2 separate regions of the Mus musculus genome follow, and region 2 is linked to region 1. Evidence: chromatin contacts called from public HiChIP or PLAC-seq data. All regions are on one chromosome and are shown on one strand. The core of a region is the stretch at or near the end of the contact, and the rest is flanking DNA. Distances in the headings are between cores, read along the strand shown.

Region 1 (7,442 bases), core at 3,888-6,387:
ATTCCAGCTTTGTTTAACTCATAGCTGTGAATCACTGTGTTAGTATAATGCATCAAGATAAAGAAGGGTTAAAAAAAAGATGAAGAAGAATTCAATCTAGGAAGAAGCCGGCATATAACCCTGATTCTGGTCCTTGCACCCTTCCACCTGTCTGCTGACCTGTCTAGAACACAGTGCTAATGACAATGACAGCCATCTGTTTACTATAACACACCTCCATGCCTGAGTGCAGGAAGACTTATCAACTGATTTTTAAGGAATACCAGCCTAATATGAACGGGGCATAATAGGAAAAAGTAAGATCTTATCAAGTAGGTTTGGGTTTCTGAAAACTGGTGCTAACAATGCCTGCATTTCCTGATAGGAGCTCTCGTGCTAGTGTGTCTAGTGCTTCACACCTCTTTGACACATCACTGGTGTTCTGTAAACACAGGGAGCCCTTGACAGGACTAGGACTTCCTTTACCTCTCAGTGGAAAGTTACAGAGGCCAGAAGAATAAGTATATTTCTTATGCATAGTTACATTGAAATCAAGTTTTTAAGGGGCTGGATAGATGGCTCAGAGGTTAAGAGTACTGGCTGTTCTTCCAGAAGTCCCGGGTTCAATTCCCAGCACCCACATGGCAGTTCACAGCTGTCTGTAACTGTTGTACTATGAGATCTAATGCCCTCTTCTGGTGTGCATAGTTACATGCTGACAAAATACCCATATACATAATATAAATGAATGAATAAATAAACAAATCTTTAGTAATAAAAAAGAAAATCTATAAAAGAAACAAATAAGAATCTTTACTTTTGTGGTCTCTTGGTACCCCTCCTGGGTATGTGCTGGAAGAGAAAAAAAATCTTATATAATAGATACACTTATATATTCAAGTGTAATAGTTATAGTTGCATACCCACATTTAATAGTTATATGTATATACTCATATTTAATAGACATATTTATATACCTGTGCTTAATAGATACATTTACATATCCATATTTGATAGATATACTTATAAAACTATGTTTAATAGATTCACTTATATATGCATGTTTATCATGGTGGCATTCACAACAGTCAAGTTATGGAATCTTATGTTTCTGTCAACAATGAAGAGGAACAAAAAATATGATTATATATATATACACACACACACATATATATATGTACATATATATACATACACACACACACACATATATACAGACATACAATTGCATATATAGCCATAAAGGGATCTAAGTAAATGACTTGCAGGAAAATGGATGGAATGGGAGATCATTATATCAAAAGAAATAAGACAGACTCAGAAAGACAAGTATCATATGTTTTCTTTCACACATGGAATAATAAAGTTAAGCTAAGTCTGACTTCCCAGAATGGCTGTTGTCTTAGGGTTTGTATTCCTGCACAAACATCATGACCAAGAAGCAAGTTAGGGTTTATTCAGCTTACACTTCCTCATTGCTGATCATCACTAAAGGAAGTCAGGACTGGAACTCAAGCAGGTCAGGAAGCAGGAGCTGATGCAGAGGCCATGGAGGGATGTTTCTTACTGGCTTGCTTCCCCTGACTTGCTCAGCTTTCTCTCTTATAGAACCCAAGACTACCAGCCTAGGGATGGCACCACCCACAGTGGGTCCTCCCCCATTGATCACCAACTGAGAAAATGCCTTACAGCTGGATCTCATGGAGGCATTTCCCCAACTGAAGCTCCTTTCTCCGTGATAACTCCAGCCTGTGTTGACACAAAACTAGCCAGTACAGCTGCACATTTCTTTCATCTTGCCACGTAATCAGAGGCTGGATAGTCTCACAATGGCCATCTACAGAGTGGAGGGCCAAGAAAGCCAGCAGCTAATCAGTTCAAGAATCGGGAGATCTCAGAGTAAAAGGTACCAATGGCATAGCCTTAGTCCACAGCTGGAGAAATAGAAGCCCCCCGAGTCACTGGTGCAGTCAGTATTCAAGTACTATGTGCAACAGTAACATCAAATCGGTGCAGCTGAGGTCAGCGATATTCCTGAGACTGGGGTGGGCTTCCGTGTTCACACAGAGCTCTTGAGCCTCTAGCTGCACAAGATGAGGTAGAGAGACAAGCTAGATGCCATACAGGACTTGTCTCCTCCTCCCCACAACACAACAAAATGTGAACCTGGTCTCAGAAGTGTCAGGTCATGATCACCAGGATCCACTTCTTTGGACATGAGCCAGAATGTTATGGAGTCGGGAACATGGCAGAGTGTGGGCCATATGCAGAAATAGCAATATTTGGTATTTATATGACACCCAAATCATAGTGTTTTGTTTTAGTAATGTGAACTGACTAGGACAGCTTGCTTTATTTTTTTTTTAACTTATTACATAACAAATGTGTGTATATGGTACTTATGATGTGTCAGGTGCTGCTGTAGGCCATTTAAACCATGACTCATTAAGTTCTCACCAAAACTCTGTCCTCATTTTTTTCGACAAGGAAACAGACACATCGTGTAACAGACATATCGTGGGTGGTAGCATCCTCAAAGCTCGTACCACTAGTTCCCACACTAACGCTAACACTTAGGTACGGACAGTTTTTGCTCCAGATGCTGACTATAGCTGGATGTGATACTAATTGTAAATAAAAGTATTTTTATACACTGTTGAGATAATATTTATAGCTGTTTCATATTTTTAAATAGTATGTTGTTCTAAAATACGCAAGCTAGGACCACAGCAGACTTCTGCGGAGGAGGATGCTCTGAAGCTTTGCCTGATGTTATCTACCTACTGTTCCTCTGCTTGGGCTCCTGAGGAGCACGTGGCAACGTGTGCACGCCACAGCTCCAGAGAGCCCTGCCCACGAAGACTCAATGAGAGAACGGCATCCCGTGAAGAAGTTGTCAGGTTCTCTTCATCTACAGTGGGCGGGCCTGCAGATGGCCTACAGGTTTTCTGGTTGTCTAAGAGCATGACTGTCAACCAGGAGACCCTTCTTTTTGTACAACGGTAGTCTCTTTTCAATTATACTTCTGTCAGAGTTTAAGGCTAAGAGAACATAATGAAATGCCACTCGGTATTCTTAAAAGAATAAAAGTGTTGGTTCTTTGTGAATTCTACACCATGCACCCCAATCCCACTTATCTCCTCCTCCTCTTATACCTGCTTTCCACTCTTGCAACCTCCCCACAATGGAGAAAAGCAATCTTGTTGTTGAAGCCATAGTGTATCACAGTGTATCCCATGGTATACCCTGTTGCCCACACTTCTTTGCTTGCAGATACTCATTGCAGTGACTGTTGGTGCAAGGCCCCGGGCTTCTGCTATTCTGTCAATACTGGAACCTGACTGAAACTTCTTTCAGATATCCTGTTGTTGCCCTGTGTCATGGAGATTCTGTAGATTTGGATGTATAAGACTGGCCCCTTCATGCACTCCAGCAGTTCATTGATGGGGTAGATGTTGGGGTGAGTCAATACAAAGCCCCGGATCTAGGCCTGAGAGGTATCTGAGCTGGGCGGCTCACTAGCTCTCCTGTTCTTATGCCCTCGGTGCTGGCTCACCTGCAGCCCCCACATCCAGGGCCAGCTCTACTGTGATGCCCAGGTGAGGAGCAGGGCCCACTCTCCTGGGTACTGTAGCAAGTGAGGGGCAGGGCCAGCTCTCCCACTCTCATGACCCCCAGGGCCAACTCTTCTGTCTGCTGTAGGTGACAATTGGTGATGGTAGGGGAGGGTATCTCTCCCTCACCTACACTGCCAAACAGCAGACAAGTTGCAGGGCCAGTTCTCCTATGCTCACTCTCTTGGGGGTAGCTCACCTGTGCTCCAGCCAGCAGGATCAACTCTACTCTGCTGCCAAAGGGAGCTACAGGGTCTGCTCTCTGGTTTACTTTTAAATGGTTGTGATACATTTTAGTTTTCAGCCCCATACAAAAGGCTTAAATGTATAGATGTCTCCATACACAGTGAAGTTTTTTTTTTTTTATTTTCAATTCTATATGGGATGTTATGGTTTTATATGACTTTCCAGCTTTGGGGCAAATATCTGACAACAAAAGGCAATGATAAAATGGGAAGAAATCTAATCCAAGATTCTGTGAATGATTCAAGATTCATTCCTTAATCTGTTCGCTTTGAGGCAGTCTTGATACCATTCTATTAAACTATTATGTGTGTTCCACTATACATGTGTAGATGTACAATAATGTATTTGTAAGTATGGAGGCCAAAGGACAAGCTCATACTACATATGTTATTTTAAGATCTTCCATTGGCTTGGAGCTTGCTCTTCAGCTCTGGGATAATAAGCACACACTACCACACCTAGCTTTTTTTTTTTTTTTCTCACTTTTGAACAAATTTAGGTTCTCATACATTTTGAAAGTATGTTAGTGACTGAAGCATTTTCCAAGCCCTATTAATTCTTAATGCAGTCGAACAGTACTCAACTGACCCTAAAAGATAGGCACTGTCACTCCTAGACAGAACAGGGCTAGAAGAGCCATGTGGGCGTGGGACCTACATAGCCCTCCGTCCTACCCTTTCTTCAGATCACTGAAGCCTCAGCTCAAGAGGGTTGGTACACAAACACAGCTGGTCGATGAGAAGAACAAGATGAAATCTAAGATGTTCTTCCTGTTATATCTCACGGTATCCTGTCCCTGTACAGAAAACACAAACTGTTTTGTGTGGCTACTCCAATTTTTCTGCCCGAGTTTTGTGATTTTTCTTTTGACAGTGTTTACTGGCAACCAGCAGAGCCCTCTGAGCATGAATGCTATCTCTTCTGTCTTTAGGTTTTTTTTTTTTTTTTTATGGAGTTAAAAGTTCTGGTTTGTAATACTTACCATTGTCTACAAGTGCAGGATCTACTACTACTTATGCAAATGAACTGATCTGTGAGTTCTCTTCAGGGGACTTTTTTCAGTATGAATCGAAAGACTCTGCTATGTGGTCTGCCATGTCCCTTCTTCTAGCACTTGAGTTCATCCTTCTGTGAACACCATTGTTTGCCAGATCATCTTATCCTTAAGTACGTTTGGAGCACATAACAATCTTTCCAGTTCTTGATAAATGAGATAATGTTCTCCATGGCTTAGTCAGTTCTGCAGCCTTGTTTCTCGTAAGCTGCTGTTTGTACTTGGCATTCTGACTCGCTCATGTTCTGTTTTCTGTTTCTAAATCACCGCTGAGTATACCGTATGCTGGCTGACCTGTTGTTCTGTTCTGGCTAGTCTAGGTTTACTTTCTGTTTTGTTTTGTTTTTAAGCAAGGAGACATGATTGCTGAAAAGGAAAAGCGCCCAGATGGACTTGGATGGAGTTTCAGGGATCTTTCAAGGGTTAAGCTCTTGTAGCTGTGGCTAAGCCAGGAATTAGCCTGATTCAAACGTCCCAGAAACAATCACAGAGGATCTGAACTTAGCCCCCAGACAGATGCTCACACCTGGAGAGGGAACAGTAGGCTGAAATATATCATCTTTCTTGGAGCTTTTGAATAGATTGACAAAAATTGGGCTTCAGGCAGAGAATACCAGAGCCAGAGGCATACTGTACAAACATGCAATGCTACCACGAACTGGGGGAAAGTTGGAAGAGGAAGGAAAATAAATGGAGCTTGAGAGCAGCTGAGTCACAATAACAACATAGTGGATTCATTGGAGCAAGGTGAAATAAACAAATCTGAGGTGATGGCCAGAGGACCAGATGAACAGAACTCCTGTCGTCAGGGCTTGAGAAGCTGCCGCAGAACGCTGCCTCTTTTAGCTCTCTGTGAAACTCAGCCAGCCACAAAGTACTTCTTGTAGCCTCATAGCTTTCTGCCACTCCTTCCAAAGTTTCCATCTCCTGCAATAACCTGATTATGTGTCTGTGTCTTGCTGACTGAAAAGGCCAAAAGAACATGGCCTCCTGGTTAATACACACCTGATGCTCTTGAAGTGCCTGATCGGTGCATGCCTAGTCAGGACTCAGCACTCAGTCAAGTTTGCTGAATGAAGGAGGAGGATATAGGATTACTTGAGGGGACCGGTTGAGGCTGTGTTAGACCAATGAGAGACTACTTTCTTGTCTAGATGAAGGTGAAGTCAAAGTCACCTGACAACTTGCAGACTGGAGCTGAGCGAGGCCTGGAGTGGAACACATGCAGTCATTTGACCCAAGTCACATCTATTGCTCCTGCTGGCTAGAGATTCGGTTTTTCCATAATCTCATGGGTTCCAGATAAAGGATCTGGTTGATGAAGAAAGGCCTTAGGAGAAGTGAATCAGAGAAGGCCACTAACCAAAGACCACTACTGCCACTAGTTGCAGAGGAACACTCTCCTTCCAAGCAAGACTGCAGAGGCAAAAGCACGCAGACTTTCCCATTGACAAGTGACAGCACATGATGCTTAAACCCAGTCCCGTGTGTCTAATGTGATAGAAACTGACTTTTATCAATAGGCGTGAAGAGCAATTGTTAGCCTGAGAGTTCTGTGACTTTTTTTTCTTTCTGAAACATCATATTCTATACCTCACTGCTCTCATGAGGGGAGCTCATTTGTTTATGCATCTGAGCCTTTTCAACATGCTCTAAATTGAAACAGAGAACCTATTCTTTCGCTCCCTGCCCCCTGCATCTAGTGTAAAATCCAATAAGCAACAGCACACTGCAGGAAGCCAGTCTAGCCACAGTGAGTCTGTCCTTGTGTTTGTGAGAGAGGATGGAGAAAATGAATATTTTCCCTGTGGCATCAATTTCCTGTATAATGTTCTTCAAGAAGCATTTCGAAAATGCTCAGCTACACAGATGTACATAAATACCATACATAACTTGTTTTTGTCCATGGAAAGAGGAGTCTGTAAATTATGACAAAGGGGCCTCGCCATCACCTCCTGGTAGCTGGTGAGTCACTCCACCATTAGCTGTATGACTTAGAGGGTGGATTATTCCAGAGTTTTACACTGGAAGGACAAACAGGGAGTGTGGCATTTAACTTCTTTGCGATGGTATTCATTTAAGAGCACTTTCATCTAAAAATTTGCATGTTCCTTCCTCCTGGAGATTGACAGAAACAGCATTCCCCAACAGAAAGCAATCCACAGTACTTAGAGATACAAGTATTTGTTTTCAAACAACAGAAAAATGTATGTGCACATTACATAGCGTCTCTTTAAGAGTGGCCAGGTATGTTCACAGTTCTTAGAATCTTACCCCAGATACTTCAAACATCATCATTGGCCATCTTGTTTAAAAGTTGATGGCTTGATTAGAAACACAAACAGAGGTTTGTGTTTCTGCCACCAACATGTAGAGATGGGATGCAGCTTATGAACTTGACCCACAAAGAAAAGTTCAGGTGTAAACTAAAGCTCTGCCTTCTAGATCAGCTTTGTTGTTTTCTCATTCAGTGCTTGGGATCTAACCCAGGGCCTTATACAAAACCCGTGCATACTAGGCACAAACTTTAGCAAGGGAACCACATCTCC
Region 2 (7,665 bases), core at 605-3,104, 240 kb after region 1:
GTCAGGGCAGAAGGGAGGGCCTCTGCCCTCGGAGAAAGGCGAGGAAGGTTGGAGGTCACCTCACTGACCACAGAGGCTGCCTTGGTGCAAATGTTAGTGGGAAGACTCACAAAAACCAGAAGGGCTTAGAGAGAGAGAAAGGGAGGGGGGAGAGAGGGAGCAAGAGAGAGGGAGGGGAAGGGGAAGCCAGCATTTGGGCGTTTTCCAGAGGACTGGGCAAACAAATGTTCCCTGGAAAGAAGACAAAAATATCTTAGTTCAATAGGAAGGGAAGACACATCTACCGTGAGGACTGGAGAATCCGTTAGCCCCTCAGGTTTTCATCCTTCAGGCCTGTCATCTCTGATCCCGGATTCCTTGGGGTATTTGAAAAATTGCTTTATTTGAATTACATCAGTGTCTTTTACATTTAAAACCATCAAGGTCAAACTATGTTGATATGTGGAAGGGAATTTAGATGAAGGGGGGGGGGGGGTGAGTCCTCTCTCTGGCCCTGTAATTACTTTCTTTGTAAGCCTGAATACCCAATCAGATGAATGTCTTCTCCACGCATCTTGTCACCTTTAAACAAAGGAATCTGGAAGCCACAGCAACATCTGTGTCCAAATATAGCCAAGCCTGTTTATTTTATTTTAATTGAAAATCAAATGACTTTAGATGAACAAATCATTTAGAAACAGCACATTTTTAGGTAATTCTTAAGATCATTTTGCCAACCAAGAAAGCAGCTTGATGTCAGGCTGTCTTCATAGGATCTTCTGAGCTGTGATGCTATCAGCGTGAAATCAGGGAGAGCATTCAAAAAAAAAAAAAAATCAGGGATGGCTTGAAGTGATTTGCACAAGAATTCTCGTTCCACAGGAAACCCACGTTCTAGACACAGGCTGACCCTTCCCTTGTAAGTAAGCTCACTCACGTCATTTGCTTACTTTTTTCTCAGCACAATTAAAGATGCAATTCATTAAAAGTCACAAAACGTTGTTTTGACAGACATTTCTATTAATGCTAGCAAACACGGAGCCAGTTCTAAGCCAACGCCGCCCTCACCTCTGCAAGTGGGAGAGTGGCTTTCAGACCCTCAGAGTTCCCATGAGTGACTCACACCTGCAGTGATCTTCCAGTCTGGGGTCTGGCCTGACAAATGCTTATTCCTTTAGGCTCACTGTGGTTTCTTTTAGAGGCAAGCCTGTGTGCTCAACAGTTTATGAAAGGGTAATAGGAACAGGAAGATAGTCGTGTTGTTTTTTCCTCGACCCTTGAGGATTAAGAATAAAAATTAAGCCAATTAAGGGGCCCCGATTGCCCTGAATGTCTTAGGAGGAAATGACTTTTTAAGGCATGTGGGAGTTATTAAAAAAAATATATCCCTTGGAATATTTCCTTCTGTGTGTTGATACACAGAGGCCTGTGGAATGGGCTCTCAGAAGGAAACAGTGACTTGGATAGAAACCACGTTGCTGTTGTAAATAGAAAGAGGTCAAGAGAGAGGTCGTATGCAGTTTTCCAGTTATCTTCTCATTGTGAGAAGTCACTGAATTCAGATACATCATGAATACTCTGGATAATGAAGGATCCCCCCAAACCATGTGTGGTAAGAAAAACATCAGGGATCTTTCTTTTTTTTTCTTCCTTCCCCCCCTCCTCCCCTTTTATTCTATTTATTGACATTCACCTTGAACCGTACAGTTTGGTTGTCATACTTTTCGGTGTCTGATGTCACAGGCAAACCATGCAGTATCAATGAGACTGTGACAGGCCGGAAGAGAGAGGCTTAGCCTCGCCTTTTGCATAGCACAAACAGCCTAGTGTGTTGGTGTGAGGCTGATTGCCTTGTGAGGGACCGGCCTCCTGCCTGGGATGTTCTCCGTCCTCTGTCTGCCCCCTAGTGGAAAGGTGAGGAATATGTGGGAGTTCGCTGAGGGTGTCTGAACGGAATCTGAAGTAAGGCTTCTTGAGACCTTCCTTCTACAGCCCCGTTTTCAAGCATGGCCTCTTCTTCACTCGGAGGAGAAGAACGCCAGCTCATTGAGTATTCTGCAGCCTCCCTAGAATGAATACCTCCATTTTGGTGTGCTTTTTCTAAGGCCTTCAGTCTGCCTGTGACAACCCTAATCCCCACGTCACGACACTTTCGCATGTGCAATCAGCGCCAGACACTTTTCCCAGGACGTGAAAATTATTCTTAGAGTCCCACAAACTAAAGAGTCCCACAGCACAGTGCTGTGCTGTTGAGCATGCTGCCACCACAAAAGCCCTGCGTTTCCCAGAATGTGTCTCTGGGATTTGTCATTTATTCACGAGAAACCTGCTGGTTGCCAGACACTTGGTTCTGGAGACACACAAACACTTGGCCAAGGCTCCTTCCTAGGGAAGCCTGTGGCCCAGAGAAGGAACAGTCTATCCTTGATTGCCACAGGATTCGGTCTGTGTTCCTACATACCCACGCTGCGCTGCAGTAGCAAAACCCATGGGGGCAGAGCCAGGGGATTGGTTCCAAATTCTAGTCACAACAAAGCTAAGCCAGCGAGTGCTTTGTTCAAATGACTCAGGTAGATAAATGAGGCCAGCACAGGCCGTCCTGACACCACACACCTCTAGAATGCCCTGGCTGTGCTCGGAGCCTCTGATGTCACCCGGTATTTTCATCCCTCCCCAAGTCAGAGTGTTCTGTGTCAGCTATGCGGATGTTGCTAAGGGGCTGGCCAGTTTCGCGGTGCGCTCCCTTAGCCGACCTGCATGCTCTCCCTGCTCTGGTGGCAGTCGGCTCGTGCCAGCCCTCCGCACTGCTTCGCTCATTTCAAGCCTCACTTTGGTTTTTGTTTTCTTCTTGAATCCCATTTTCTGCATTGCTGATTCCCAGATATGAAAGACCTAGAAAGGACGGATGAGCATTTCAATGACCCCAAAGCACTCTGTGTCGGGTATACAGACTCATACTTAAGGGTAATGGTGTTATTATTGGTATCGGAAATGCTGGAAGAAGAAAAACAAGATTGATATTCGAGGCTTCTGGCTCATGACAAGAATTAATGCAGAGAGGGTGGAGTCAGTGCTAGCTTGATAGTGAGACATCCAATGCAGGAGGATGCCTGCACAGAGCCCGGACAAGATGGCCTGTTTCCTGGGCCTGAGGTGTTGTGTTCCTCTCTCACTGATGCCCAAATTGGGTGAATGGTCATCTTCGCTAGTCCTCTCAGGCCTCCTTGAGAAACGGAATTGGGAATGGAGGCCAATTAGCCACCACCATACTTTTAGATGTAAGATATTTTAACAGATAAGAAAAGAGTATTTGCCATTACAAAACTTCTGAGAGAGATGGCAATCTAGGAGAAGTGGGACATAAAGGGAGGGGGGAGGCCAGCTGATTATTGTCCCATCAGAGGCCACCTGAAAAATCTTCCACACTTGGAGGAAATTAAATCCCCCTCTGCTGGGTGCCATGCCATACCAACAGGGGCAGGAACAGCAATGGCAGTCACCCAGGGCTCTGCAGATGGCAGTAATGTGAAAGCCGGGTGCCCTGAGAAAGGGGTCCCGGATAGCATGCTCCCACTCAGTCCTTTCTACCCTTCAGGGAGTACTGCAGTCTCCATGTGTGGAGGCCTGGTGAGCTTGGTCAGGAGGTGGAGGTCAAAAGCAGAGATGATGACTCTGGAGTTGGCCTGGAAGCCTTGGTTTGCCCTAAGGCTCTTGTGGCCTCAGCTAATGGGAGTTTTTTTCCTAACTGTAAATGTGGTTCCTTCTTCACATCTTGAACTTAACCTCTGCTTACAGACCTCCCACTGCTGCTTTAGTGCGGTGTTCTTCTAGTTACCCCATGTCTTAGTTACTTTCCCATTGCCCGGGTAAAATGCCATGACTGAGGCCACTTATTAATGAAAGCATTTTTATTTGAGGCTTACAGTTACAGCGGGTTAGAGTCCATGAGTGTCAAGGTAGGGAGCATGGCAGGCAGGCAGGCAAGCAGTCAGGCAGGCAGGCAGGCAGGCAGGCAGGCAGGCAGGCAGGCAGGCAGGCAGGCAAGCAGTCAGGCAGTCAGGCAGTCAGGCAGGCAGGCGGGCAGGCAGGCAGGCAGGCAGGCAGGCAAGCAGTCAGGCAGTCAGGCAGTCAGGCAGGCAGGCGGGCAGGCAGTCAGGCAGTCAGGCAGTCAGGCAGTCAGGCAGTCAGGCAGTCAGGCAGGCAGGCAGCAGGCAGCAGGCAGGCAGGCAGGCAAGCAGTCAGGCAGACAGGCAGGCAGGCAGGCAGGCAGGCAGGCAGGCAGGCAGGCAGGCTGTGGAGCAGGAGCTGAGAGCTCACATTCTGATCCATAGGTAGGTAGCAGGCAGAAAAAGAGATAGGCTTAGGATGGCCCTGGGTTTTTTTGAAACCTCAAAGCTGTCCCTAGTGACACACCTCTTCTGTCAAGGGTGCATCTCCCAATTCTTCCCCAAACAAGTCTACCAACTGGGCACGATATATTCAAAGATATGAGTCCATGAGGCCGTTCCCATTGAAACTACCACAGCCTTCCAGGTCCCAGTTATACTTTCAATTGGTATGATAGAAGAGGAAGAGAAGAGGAAGAGAAAGAGAAGAGGAAGAGAAGAGGAGGAAGAGGAAGAGAAGAGGAGGAAGAGGAAGAGGAGGAGGAAGAAGAGGAAGGAGAGGAGGAGGAGCATGAAGAGGAGCATGAGGAGGAGGAAGAAGAAGAGGAGAAGGAGGAGAAGAAGGCAGTGACAATAAAATAAGTAACTCCAGGAAAAAAAGATTTAGTTGATTTCACTTCCAAATCACCACACATCCTTCACAAGGGAAGTCAGGACAGGAAATCAAGGCAGGAACGTGGAGGCAGGAACGTGGAGGCAGGAAAGTGGAGGCAGGAGTGGAGCAGAAGCTTTGCAGAAGTGCTGCTAACTGGCTTGCTCTCCCTGGCTTTCTTAGCTTTCTTATAAACCCCAGGACCACCTGCTTAGAGATGGTACTGCCACGGTGAGCTGGCCCTCCCACATCAATCATCAGTCAAGAAAATGCCCTACCGACTTGCCTACAGATGAAGGCATTTCCTAAACTGATGTTTCTCTTCCCAAAAATCTAACCAGGACAATTCCATTAAACTTTCACTGACTCTGCATTTTTACTGCTCCTCTATGTGTCATCAACATCACATGAAATTCATTACTTCAGCATCTATCGATGAAGTGCCCGCTTTTTACCAGGCCATACTATGTACAGAACACAGAGTCATCAAAGACCCCCATGGCTCTTGCCTTCCTCGGACTTACAAAATAGAAAAAACAATCTTGGTCAAATAGGCACACAAATTAACATAACATCCCAACGTGTGAATGAATGTGTGTGTGGTGTGTGGAGGAGGGTGGACTGATTTAATAGGGGAAGCCGGGAAAGTCTTTGAGGAGTGAGTAAGATGAAATCTGGAAAAGCAATAGGATTAACGAGGTCCCGAAAACCATGTTTATCCTCTGGAGTGGCAGGACCTGTGTCCTCAAGGCCATGAAAGACAAAAGTGTAACCAGAGGTAGACAGCAAAGACGGTACTGGGATGTACCAGGCTGTACACAGGACACGGTGAGACAGGCAGTAAGATGCAATGTGTGTTTCAGAAAGACTGCCCTGCCTGCTCTGTGGAGAAAGGCCAGGGAAGGGTCATGGGCAAGTGTAGTTAAGCTGTTTTGGAAACTGTTTGTTACAGGCAGGTGTGCACTAGGAAAAGAAGCAATGTTGGGTGATAGAACAGGCAGATCGCCAATGTGGTTCACGCCTGTATGTTCTGCCAATAGCCTTCCAGTGAGCCCCTGCCTTCCGGCCCTAGCTTTCCTCACTTGCGGTTTGTGCCTAAAGACGTCCATTGAGCTTGTTCCTATGGACGCCGTCATATTTTCTTTCAAGCTTTCTCTAAAAATGAGTGTTTGTGATGCCTGAGCTATTTCAACTCCAAGGTTACAGTCTGAAATGATGTCAAGTCCGATTATAGAAGTGCCGACCTTCAAACGCTAACTGAGGGGCAGCATCAGATTCTGAGGGCTTTGCAGCCCTTCAGGCTACCTCTGTAGGTCAGTGTTTAAAATGATGAATTGCCCAGGTAACCAATGGAGGCTTCTCCCAGATGCTTCAAGCACAGTGCGTGAGTGTGGAACTAGATACCAGATCCTAGCATCCTCATTCTGGAGAATAACCATCGCTCTATTCCAGTAACGGTGTCCTAACATGGTGCTATACTAGACAGCAGGGCGCACGAGCTGATGGAGTCGTCTGCCTTCCAGGAACTGTCAAAACGGATGCTTGTCGATGTGGTTCCTCATGTGCTAATGTGGGTACTAAGTTCTTGAACCTCTCAAGCTATGAGATAAATCAACTTATTTCATTATAAAGCACCCAGACCCTAGCATTTTGTGACAATAATACAATATGGATTAAGGCACCTAACAACAAAAATAATACAGGTAGGCAGTTGCGCTTAGTGTTAAGCAGAGGCAAAGGGCCATTAAGACCCCAGACTGGACAGATCGGTGCCCTGTACTGAGAGGTTCTTCGGGGGGAGCACATTTGAGGCAGGTGCCAAGTCGGAATCTATTCTCTGGAGAAGAAAAAAAAGCTGTTCATTTCAGAGAGAAGGAAAACTCCTATAAAGACATCCGAGGAAAAGGCAGGGCCAAAAGGAGTCGTGGGAGCATTACAGAGTCTGAGGCAGGTAAGGTTAGCATTCCGGTGGGCTCAGTATGGGATCACTTTTGGGGGAGTACCCTGTATTAATTGTCTATTGCTACAAATCACTCCCAAACTGAAGAGCTTAAGATCACTACCTCATGATTTCTGGGTCTCTGGCGTCCAGCCCTTGCTTAGTGATCGTCTGGCTCAGGATGAGGTGTCAGAACAAAGTCAACTTATGGTTCTACTGAGTGAGGATCACTTTCCAGGCCAACCATGCGTGCTTGGTTATAAACATCAGCCTCTTACAACACGGCTCTATCCATATGATAGCTCACATCACCCAGTGGGGCATCCCACTCAAGAGGAAGCTGTATGGGAGTCGATAATAGCAAAGGATGGCTACTGGGGGCCATTTTAGAGGCTGTGAGTCTGTACGGTTCATGTACCAGGAGTCATTTAAGGTCTCCTCTCAGCCCTATCCCATCCTATATAAACTACAGAGAGAAATGTATGATTTCACTGTGTATTAGCTAGTGTTTGTTGATGGGTACATACTGGTCCCTATGAGTTTCCAGGAGCAGTGTGCTTTGTTTCATATATCTTGCTCAGGATTTTATACAACCCACTTGGCACTCACACTGTTATTATGAAATAGCCCCCCAAAAAGGAACCTGTGTGGGTAGAGATAGGCTGGAAGGTAGGACGGCAGAGAAGGAGGTAAGCGGAACCCCAAACTGAATAAAGAAAGAAAAAAAAAGGTCATATGCCAATTGCAATAAGTAAAGAATCTGAGTGGAATCTGGTTGACAGATCACACACGATGCCAGCTTGCCACCGCTTGGCAGCGCCCATGGTTTTCCCACATACAACTGAAAATAGCTAGCATTCGTCCTGAGGGAGTGCTACTAAAATAAGCAACAATGGGAGCCTCACCTCACTGCTCATTCAAGCTGAAAGCAGTCTGCAATTATTTTGCTGAAATTAGATACGAATTAAGTTGCCACTTCCGGAACTTTC

Evidence for each region. HiChIP or PLAC-seq counts read pairs in DNA pulled down with a chosen protein or histone mark.
Region 2: a contact with region 1 is called in a CTCF HiChIP or PLAC-seq map of the NIH/3T3 cell line, with 7 read pairs. The contact joins two enhancer-like sites. A contact is called at or near these places in 1 of 15 datasets of contacts at CTCF or cohesin (the NIH/3T3 cell line), 5 of 484 Hi-C or Micro-C datasets (bone marrow-derived macrophages, brown adipocytes, embryonic stem cells and 2 more), 4 of 115 datasets of contacts at active chromatin or transcription factors (embryonic fibroblasts, embryonic stem cells, neural progenitor cells and 1 more) and 1 of 9 other capture datasets (embryonic stem cells).

Annotation. Positions count from the first base shown.
Region 1 is chr3:65,620,779-65,628,220 of GRCm38.p6, forward strand. No RefSeq gene overlaps it. Among named protein-coding and RNA genes, the nearest start is that of Mir8120, 35 kb to the right of the region's middle. Within about 2 kb of position 5,138, at least 54 of the 459 cell types and tissues checked have an H3K27ac peak or open chromatin away from gene starts, as enhancers often do. A contact at or near this core is called in the NIH/3T3 cell line, brown adipocytes, muscle stem cells and 1 more, where this site is marked.
Region 2 is chr3:65,861,622-65,869,286 of GRCm38.p6, forward strand. No RefSeq gene overlaps it. Among named protein-coding and RNA genes, the nearest start is that of Gm35039, 63 kb to the right of the region's middle. Within about 2 kb of position 1,855, at least 111 of the 459 cell types and tissues checked have an H3K27ac peak or open chromatin away from gene starts, as enhancers often do. A contact at or near this core is called in the NIH/3T3 cell line, brown adipocytes, muscle stem cells and 1 more, where this site is marked.